Regions from separate parts of the Zea mays genome. Here all the other regions are linked to region 2. The links are chromatin contacts, called in public Hi-C maps. All regions are on one chromosome and are shown on one strand. Each heading gives the region's core, a stretch centred on a gene start, on an enhancer-like site or on the middle of the called end of the contact. The rest is flanking DNA. Distances are from core to core; before and after follow the strand shown. Region 1 holds the start of LOC100383320 (Glutamate--tRNA ligase cytoplasmic). Region 2 holds the start of LOC103631693. Region 3 holds the start of LOC103631696 (pentatricopeptide repeat-containing protein At5g08305).

Region 1 (3,277 bases), core at 271-2,770, 330 kb after region 2:
GAATTTAGGATATCAAAATAGTCAGGACAATAAGTAACTTATTGAAAAGCAGTTGATGGCAACATACATGCCCAAACTCAATATCATTCTTTCCAGATAAGGAGGCAATTGATGCACCTCTAGCAATGTAGAGGATGATTGGGTTGACACCATGGAGTGATTCTCTATACACAAACACAAACGGTTGAATGAGAAATTATATAAACTCCCAAATGGTGAGTCAAATCAAATAGAAATACATGAAATGAAACTAGATAAAAACAAATCGCACTCAATTATCTGGAAAATTACATATTGACACATTCAGTATCAGGGATTGCCATTACAAAGTTGCAGACCCGCAAGAAACAGGTACAAAATAGCAAAGTAGATGTCATATTAGATATACTCCTGCCCTGAGGATGATAGTAAACTGTGTGAAACACAATAGCTGTTGCAGCAATAATTTGTGGACAACTAACAGTGCAATAGTGCATCAGCCATCTCTAGCTCCAAGCAACAACCCGAGGTTGCCATTAGCAGCATCCCCACCCGTATGAACTGTCCCAAAGCTAACTATGATACAAGTGGTATGCTGCTTGCAGCAATTGACCAAAGAGACATTTTAATAAGGGAAACAGAGCATATACCTGAGCAGGGGCAAAGCTACATGTTACCTTGTGGATGCACATGCACCCCACAAAAATCCACCAAAAATCAGTTATGATAGTCAAATTTTCAGCATATATGCATCACCCACATATCATCCCTATGCACCCACAAGGAAGGTGCACCCCCCATATATTTGCTCTCGCCACTGTACCTGAGAAGAAGAGCAAAGACTTACCCAGAAGCAAACTGTAGGGTGGGTGCCGAGCCAGCAGCGAGGCTATGATTGATGGTTAGGGGTAGACCCACAATCTTTGCAGCACAAATTATCGAAATTGGTGGGCTGTCCTTGGAGAATGACAAAGCTGCCTCCATTGATCTTTTTTCTTAAAAATGGTAGGAACCTGAAACCAGCAGAAATCGACACATAGGCCAGCACAGTGTGAACAATTTAGGATAAACTAAATTACATTAGAATCAAGGTATGCCAGTTCAAGTATGATACAAGCAGTAGAAACTTCAAGTGTTTCACAAAATTATCTTCACAATTTGACAAAGCGGCCTTTCATGGCTGTGGAACCAAGGGCGACCCAGTAAATGACATGGGTGTACACATCTACCCAGATTGAAACAACCGAATTTTGTAGGCTTAATACATGCCCATACACCTTTACCTAGATCAGATCCAAATAGAAATGGTAAGTTAGGGTTTGTTGGGTGCTCGGTTTTGCACAGCAGGAAGGAAAGCCAAGGCCCAAAGGGTGGGCGTACCTTGTGGCGCTCGTCGACAACGAAGAGCCCGAAGACGGCGTAGGGCAGCAGCGACGGCCGCCCAGTCGTCGCCAAGAGGGAGATAGAGGGAGTGCGCACACTGGATACCGGCTAGCCGCCGCCGAAGGCAGGGTTACCACCGGCGCGGATTGGTAAAGTTACTGGTGACTAGTGAGTTGTGACTTGCCCGGATGGCCGGACGAACCCTTCAGTGTCTAGCACTACACAGATCTCTGCATGAGCGACGTGCTGGGCTTCTGTATTGGGCGCACTGTCGCATTGGACCGGGCCGTCTGGCCAGGCCTATCAGGCCTTATCGCCCGCATAGGGTTTGTTGCAAGCAGAACCTATCATCCGTGGCTATAAACGAATTTTAAATTTTTTAGTATAAAATTTTAAAGTCACTGTAGAAACTTACTTTATAGATTCAGGATAAGTTGTTTTTTCAGCTTTCATACTCTTAGTTAATATTCATAAAATAATTAGAGAATCACTACTCAAAAATGTTATCCTGATCCTCTAATTATCAGCTTTCATCCTCTATTTCTATGTCTATATACTCCTCCTCCGTATCTATACTGATCAACCGCTTGCATGCAGTCTGACTGAATAGAGCAGACGATGCTATGCTCTTCAAAGCGTCAAAGGAGAGCTTTTGCAGCAAGTCTAGCGAAACTGACTTCAAGGTGAAGCATATATGGCATGCTCTTCGTCATTAGCCCAAGTGGTGCGCACGATGACGACGTCCAGGGGCGGATCCAGAATTTTTCTATGACCTGGGCCAAATCTACCAAATTTTCTTTCCTTTATTTTATATTAGCTATTTTATGCCGTATTAAATAGAGACTTATATAGAGTTACATGGATCAAGCCCCGGGCCACGGATCGGGTGGCCCGGGGTGTAGATCCGACACTGATGACGTCTCCAACTACGCGAGCGAAAGGTCCAATCTCACCTTGAACGGCGATTATAGCTCCACATCACAGGATAGTGTCTGACCATCACATCATATTGACCATGATAGAGCACGAGATCAACACAAAAGGGAAGAGACGAACAACGAGTAACAACTAGTCTCCTGCATTGGAGAAAAACATGTTGAACAAGCTCTATAAGGCTAGGAAGAGGATAACTTAACCAAAATTATTTGAGTAATTCACCAAGTTGTTGGATTGCTCGGCCACCGATATAAACGATGACATGAAAAGAGTCCATAAGTTGATCTTAAAAGGTTGACCAAACAATGAAAATTAGATTATAGATAATAGAAGAAAAGGTATAAGAGGAAGATGACGATGAGTAACAGTAATGAATTAGTTTTTTTTACGAAATATGTAGCTTTTAACTTTTTTAATATTTTCCTATTTATTTTCTGTTTGAATTATGTAAATTTTTAGTTCATTGTGTGATCCAGTGATTTTAAATAAAATATTATATTATATTTTAAATAACGTTCTATGAAAGAAAAAGATTACGCGGCGTTAAGATGACTGCAGCTAATAAAGCTTGATCATGATCAAGGGTGTGTTTGGTTTGGCTTTTGGCTTTGGCTTTTGCCCCCTAAAAGCCAAAAGCCAACCAAAGGGCTGGATCCAGGAAGCAGCTTTTTCTAAAAGCCGACTTTCTCGTAGTGCAAAACTGAAAGCACCCCTAGACCTGCTTTTAGTGGCTTTTGGATGGAACTGTGAAAACATATATCGAAGAAATTTTAACGACTTTTAGTGGTTTCCACCAAACGATTTTTAGCTTTTTAACAGCACACAACCTACAACAGCTTTTTCCATAGCTCACAGCCCACAGCAACTTTTTTCACAGCCACAGCCCAACCAAACAGACCCTTAGTATGATTGGTTGTGCGGTCGATAACTGATATAACAGTCGGTGCACTGGATCGACCTTTGCGGGCATAGCATATTC
Region 2 (3,390 bases), core at 278-2,777:
TGAGAGTGGCGTCCAAGGATGGCAATGGGGAGTAGGCCGTGGCACCAGCAGCAGCCGGAGCGTCGTCGCTGTAGCCGCAGATAGGAGGGGTGGTAGTGGTAGACGAAGAAACATCGTCATCGGTGGCATGAAATGGACCGGAGGCGGTAGTCGCCGCTTCGAAGAGGTCGTCACCAAGGCCGCCATCGTAGAAGTTGAGAATATGAGCAGCTATGGGGCTTGAAATTTCCTCCTGTAGAATTTCAGAGCGTGACCAAATATGTGAGTCGTTTTATTTTGTTAAATGACTGTTTATTCTAATAACTGAATTACATCTTTATAGGAAGTTCAATCCCTCCCAGTGGAAATAACTGCAAACTCGTCGTGAGAGTAGTGAATATTTCGTTTCAAAAAAAAGAGAGTAGTGAATATTAGACGCATCACTACCTTTTGTTGTAAAGAACACAACTATTCTTTCTTCTTCTTTAGTGCAGCTACTACTCATATGCAATTTCTGAGGGAGGGTCAAAAGCTTGAGATATGCAACCATGCACGTGCGATTTTGATTCTACGTGCCGCTTTCATCGAAGCGAACTACTCGAAATAAGGTCATCTATGTGATTCGGAATAAAATTGCAAAGACGTAGACGGCAGGGACGGGAAAAAAGCAACTTTTATTCTCTGTTAAGGTCCGCCCAAATCTGAATGAAGACATGGTTAGTAATGTTGTGCTTATCTCAACAAAAATGTCTAATAGTTAGTTGACTAAAAATTGTCAGTGAATTTAGCTACTTAACAAATATCTATCTAACTATTAACTAAAAATAATTAATAGCTAAACTGTTAGCTGGTGTGTTTGGATGTCTTAACTAATTTTAGCCACTAACTGTTAGCTCTAGCGCATTCAAACACCCCCTTAGCTTTGGTAGATGTCTTTGCAAGTTGTATCATCTCGATGTTGTTCTGATTTTGGTTTTAATTTAATCTTCCATTATGGAAAAACAAGTACCAGTTGTTGCCATTTTGTTTTAATCACAACCCCACGAACATGCATTGATGCATAGAGACAAGGTGTGTAAGAAACACGGCAGCTAGCAAGAGATCTCAAATAAGGAAGAAATTAATGAAATTGCCTGGGTTGGATTTATTCATAACACCATCGCAAAACCTAACCTACGAAGAGAGCGATCAAAAACTGTGTCGGACGAGAGCTGAGAAGCAATTACAGCGAAGCGATCATCGGGACGAAGCATGGCCGGCAACAACGATGATCTTCAACGCATGCATGAACGAAGAAGATGGTCAGATTAGTGCACACACGGCGCAGCTTTTCGATCGACCGACCGGAGAAACTTTGTCCAATATATATTGATCCTTGACCTTGAGAAGAGAGAAATGGCTCTCGATCCACTTGCGGGTGTAATGGGAGAAGGGAGGGGGCGGCATGTGCGAGGAAGATGTATATATATCGATCGACTTGTTTCCAAGACGACAACATCGTACCGTATGCCACAAGTTTCTCTGCTACAGTTGCGGTCGGGACCACATGACCGAAGAAGCAACAAGTCAGGGAACAAAAACTGGATTATATATCCTATAAATGCTGCATGCATGCATGGTCCAACGCAATGATGCTATTTTAGGTCATGACTAACTGATTAGAGTGTGTTTGGATGTACTAAAGCTAATAGTTAGTGGCTAAAATTAACTAGAGACATCAAACAACCTAGCTAAACTATTAGCTATTTTTAATAAATTAGTTGATAGTTAGCTAACTAATTGCACAACCAAATTCTTTAGCTAACTAACTGCATTCAAACAACCCTTTATTCAGTTTTATTCCTGGCAAGAAGTCATGCACGATGAATTCGGTCGCTCGTCGACAGACCAAATCGTGCGACGACCTCATTGACGAAAACTGCAGACCTATACGTAGTTACGTACATACATACACACAGGGAAAAAAAACGAAGAAGGAAACCAGAAATATATAGTTGGACACGACAGGCACACACATGCATCAAGGAAGGGAGAGAGAGGTTTACAATGTAGGAGGAGCCATCTAGGATGGGCATGCCGGCGGCCGCATCCTCCTCGAAGAGCGTCGTCATGATTTGTATATGAGCAGCCGAGAAGCTGCCGGTCCGCCGCTAGCTAGGATGGGCAGCCTAACCATGGCGAACGCAGGAGCTCGATACTTATAGGGGAGCCGGCCGGCCGGGGAGGGAGAAGGGCAGGGCAGGGCAGGGCAGTGCCGAGCAAGTGCGCGCGCGGGATCGAGCGGGACCTTTGCTATCTTTGGGTGGTGGCGGCCGTACGTACGTCTGGCGGCCCGATGTGATGAACCGACAGATGTTGATAACAGCCCTAATGGAAGCTTGGTTAGAGCAAACCAACCGCTCGACGCGGCGAGAATGTTGGCGTTTACTCCATGCGTGTCAGCGTGTAGCATAAAGTTGAGGGATCGGATTAGTGTCTGTCGTGATTGTTACCTAGCCAAGCCTATACTGGGGAAGACAAAGACGATAGATCTCGGTAATGAATTGAAGTCGACGACAGGGGGCCGGGGTTGGCATCTGGTCGGGTGCTCGATCAGCTTTGGGTCATCTCATGTCTGTCTGTTTGTCTGTCTGTCATGAGCGCCTATCTACCTCTCTCTCTGCAGGTGCAGTGCCCTGGCAGCGAGAGCCGTACCGCGCGCGAGAACATGAACAAAGGCGGTCGGAGGGAGGTGGAAGTGGAGAGCCAGCCAGCCGGGAACGAAAGCGTGAGGCAGGCACTGGAACGGAACCGAATGCCCATCCATCCATCCATCAGTCCCGGAGAAAGGAAGCCCCAAAGGGCGCCAGCAGCCAAAGCGAGCACGTACGGTGGTTTAGCGTTTAGGGCACCCCGCGCCCCCTCTTGCGCTCCTGCAGCAGCAGGTACGTTGCAGAATCTGTCGATCCCCCGTCCCGTCCCGTGGCGGCGTCGCACGAGCGTGTGGTAGTGGTAGCTAGGAGGAGTAGGACAGGACTGACAGGGGATCGAAGCGAGGCTAGCTGTAGGCCAAATCCCCGCGGGGACGGCGCGCGCGCAAGTAGCACCGCCGGCCGGCCGGCCAAATGGCTCCCTGCGTGCTGCTGGCGGCGCAACGCGAACAGCGAGAGCGGCAGCCCGATCCGCGCCGCGCTACGGGTGTCCCCGCTTTGGTGGTACAGGGCCGCGACCGGCGATTCCGTCGCGCGCCTTTGACCGTCCGGCCGGGAACGCGGGTGTGTGCTGATTCCGGCCGCCGGGGTACGTACGGTACGAGTACCACGTACTCTTCTCGATCAGGGGTGGTAGTGCCACTGCCTGCTCTATGGACATATTCGTGATCGGACGGACGATAGCCCCCCGCTGGCTTCACCTTCATGTGTGTCGCGCGCC
Region 3 (3,273 bases), core at 723-3,222, 300 kb after region 2:
ATTATCGGCAAATCATACAGATGCTTCTTGCCTCATAGTTTATCCTCAAGATATATGTGTTTCACCAGCAGCCTCTGCAACTGCAATCACCTTTCTTAATTGTGTGGTACCTATTGACATCCCGTACTACAATTACTCTGTCGATCACCATGCTAGCATACTTGAAGAATTCATGACAATGAGCACATATTCTCAAGTTCTTAACTATTCTCAACACCTTTCCTGATGGTGCAGCACCACTGATCAACCCATATGCAAGAGCCAATCTTTCACTATGATGCCAAAGTCTCTCATCTGCCTCCTTGTACCCTAACTTCTCTACCTCTTGAATCAATTCATGCAGTTTGTCATATATTTCTAGCAGCTGTTCATGCCTTCTTTCGTTTGCAACAAAAACATGTACCAGCCCTCTGACCTCAATCCAACTTCGCCCACCTTCCTTCCTGACCCCATGGTCCCTCATTGCAGTCCATGCCTCAGCCTCCTCATTTGTTTTCCCAGCTGTTGAGTAGACGTTGGCAAGCATGACATAAGCTGAGTCATCCTTGGGATTAATCTCCAGAAGCCTCTGTCCCATGGATTCTGCCATGTCAACCCTGCGGTGAACCACACAGCCCATTAGAAGTGTCCGCCACACTGCTGCATCTGGTTTGCATGGCATTGTACAAGCAAAACTCTCTGCATCCTCTAGATGCCCCACCCGTGCCATTGCACCCACCACGCAAGTATAATGCTCAAGGTCAGGCTTCACGCCGTACTTCGACTGCATTGCTTCCAACCAAAACTTGGCTTCAGTGGCTGCTCCGGCATTACTACATGACGTGAGAACAGCAAGGAATGTTAGCCCATCAGGGGCAAAACCCAGCTTCATCATCTGGTTAAACAGTCCAGTGACCTCCTGCACATCTCCCTGCTGAGCATGAGCAGAAAGCACCGCGTTCCATGTAATCAGGTTTCGGTCACCACCCAACCCCTCAAAAACCTTGGCTGCATCATCCACATCTCCAGCCTTACCATAAGCATCCACCAGGGCGGTCCCAACAGCCACATTTCCATCAAGCCCAACTACCACCGCATGGGCGTGAATCCCACAAGTCTGCTCCAGCACAGCAAGCCCTGCAGCTGCCCGGAGAGAACCGGAGAGCGCATGCATGGTAGAATCAACACCGTTTGCGCGCATGCCAGCGAACACAGAGAGGGATTCTTCGTACCACCCATTCTGTGCGAGCCCAACAATCGTGGAGGAGTAGCAAACGGAGTCCCGATTTGCAACGGGGATTTCATCGAACAGGTGGCGGGCGCATGCCGGGGAGCGGGCTCTGGAGTAGAGAGTAATAAGGCAAGAGGCGGAGTAGGGGGACGACGAGAGGGCGAGCTTGAAGGCGAGGGCGTGCACGTGCGGTGCGATGGACGGCGGCATGGAGCGGAGGAGTGAGGATAGCGGGCCGTCGCAGAGGAGAGCAGGGGACATGCCGAGGACGCGGCGGAGGAGCGGGAGCGCGGAGGCCGGGGAGGAAGCGGAGAGGGAGGAGAGCGAGGAGGTGAGCGAGCCGGCGGTGGGGCGGAAGCAGAACGGGAGGTGGGAGAGGAGGTGCAGCGAGAGCGACGGATGGTAGCGGGAGAAGAGGAGGTTGTAGGCGGCGCGAGAGGACGAGGCGGTCTTGATGAGGACCGCGTGAAGAACGGCCGGGTCGCCGCCAGCTTCGGCCACCGCGGAGGCCGAGGCCCTGAGGGACGCGGCCACGGCGAGCATGGGCGTCTAAGGCGGTGTGTGATGGGCGCTGGTGATCAGCGACGGCGTGGCGGCGGTTTCGGGGTAGGAAAAATTCCTGGTATGCAGATTTTATATTCATTCCTTGTGTGCCACTGAGTGGCATATAGGTATATGTTTTGGTGTTTATGATATGTGAGGCCAGTGGCACACAAGGAACAAGTATATTTTCCAATGGCATACAGCGAATTGGCCCTTCGGGGTATGAGCATGACCTGTTTTAGAGCAGCGGCAACCCGGGAAGGCTGGATTTGAAGGCGTATTCGTTGGTTATCTACTAGCTGACGGTCTCACTGATGCTCATGCCTCCGCCTCCCTGCCCGCCGACGCTGCCGCACCTTCTCCGCCACCTCCGCGGCCGCATGCTCACCACCCAGCTCCTCGACCACCTCATCAGGTCAACCTCATCCTCGCCGTTCCCCTCCCTCTCCTTCTCCGTCTTCATCCTCCTCCTCCGCTCCTCCCTCCGCCCGTCCCACTTCACTTTCCCATTCCTTGCCCGCGCCGCCGCGCGCCTTTCCTCCGCCTCCCTCGCGTCTGCGCTCCACGCGCACCCGCTGCGGCTCGGGCTCCTCCCCGCCGACCTCCACGTCGCCAACTCCCTCGTCCACATGTACGCGGCCTGCGCCCTGCCGGACCACGCCAACCGAGTGTTCGACGAAATCCCGCGCCCCAACCTTGTCTCCTGGAACGCGCTCCTCGATGGGTACGCCAAGTGCCACGACCTCCCCGCTGCGCGAAAGGTGTTCGCTCGGATGCCCCAGCGGGACGTGGTGTCCTGGAGCGCCATGATCGACGGGTGCGTCAAGTGTGGGGAGCACCGCGAGGCGCTCGCGCTGTTCGAGATGATGGAGAATGCTGCCGCCAGGTCAGCAGAGGAGGAGGATGGTGGGGGTGGGGCGAGGGCTAACGACGTCACGATGGTGAGCGTGCTTGGAGCCTGTGCTCAGCTTGGAGACCTCGAGCGCGGAAGGCGGGCGCACCGGTGCCTGAGGGAACGTGGCTTTGCATTGAACCTCAGGCTTGCAACCTCGCTCGTTGACATGTATGCCAAGTGTGGGGCCATCAGTGAGGCAATGGAGGTGTTCTGGGCTGTGCCGGTGGAGAGCACCGATGTTCTGATATGGAATGCTGTGATCGGTGGCCTTGCGGTGCATGGCATGGCCACCAAATCGGTGGAGATATTCCTGGAGATGCAGCGTGCTGGGGTTGCGCCGGATGAGATCACGTACCTTTGTCTGCTGAGCGCTTGTGCCCACGGCGGTCTAGTGGATGAGGCTTGGGAGTTCTTCCGCTCACTTGAAGCGCAAGGGCTCAGACCACATGTCGAGCATTATGCTTGCCTGGTAGATGTGCTTGGCAGAGCAGGACGCCTGGAGGAAGTGTACGGTGTTGTTAAAAGTATGCCAATGAAACCTAGTGTTTCTGTGCTTGGTGCTCTCTTAAATGCCTGTCATTTGCATGGATGGGTGGAGCTGGGCGAGGTACTCGGTAGGCGGCTT

What was found. A called contact is a pair of places that touch in the nucleus more often than the background predicts.
Region 1: a contact with region 2 is called in a Hi-C map of leaf, with 6 times the contacts expected there. The contact joins the promoter of LOC100383320 here to the promoter of LOC103631693 in region 2. A contact is called at or near these places in 4 of 25 Hi-C or Micro-C datasets (ear, endosperm, leaf and 1 more).
Region 3: a contact with region 2 is called in a Hi-C map of leaf, with 5 times the contacts expected there. The contact joins the promoter of LOC103631696 here to the promoter of LOC103631693 in region 2. A contact is called at or near these places in 9 of 25 Hi-C or Micro-C datasets (bundle sheath, ear, leaf and 2 more) and 2 of 3 datasets of contacts at active chromatin or transcription factors (leaf and seedling).

What each region holds. Positions count from the first base shown.
Region 1 is chr1:8,947,491-8,950,767 of Zm-B73-REFERENCE-NAM-5.0, forward strand. LOC100383320 (Glutamate--tRNA ligase cytoplasmic) reads right to left here and starts at 1,521. Exons shown (of 7, transcript NM_001361997.1): 1 at 1,360-1,521; 2 at 827-992; 3 at 68-164. The coding sequence starts at 963.
Region 2 is chr1:8,614,901-8,618,290 of Zm-B73-REFERENCE-NAM-5.0, forward strand. LOC103631693 reads right to left here and starts at 1,528. Exons shown (of 5, transcript XM_008652637.4): 1 at 1,206-1,528; 2 at 1-232. The coding sequence starts at 1,232.
Region 3 is chr1:8,915,477-8,918,749 of Zm-B73-REFERENCE-NAM-5.0, forward strand. It overlaps LOC103631696 (pentatricopeptide repeat-containing protein At5g08305), which reads left to right and starts at 1,973. Exons shown (of 2, transcript XM_020545022.2): 1 at 1,973-3,273. The coding sequence starts at 2,068. LOC100281446 (vegetative storage protein) reads right to left here and starts at 1,862. Exons shown (of 1, transcript NM_001154364.2): 1 at 1-1,862. The coding sequence starts at 1,753. The coding sequence ends at 62.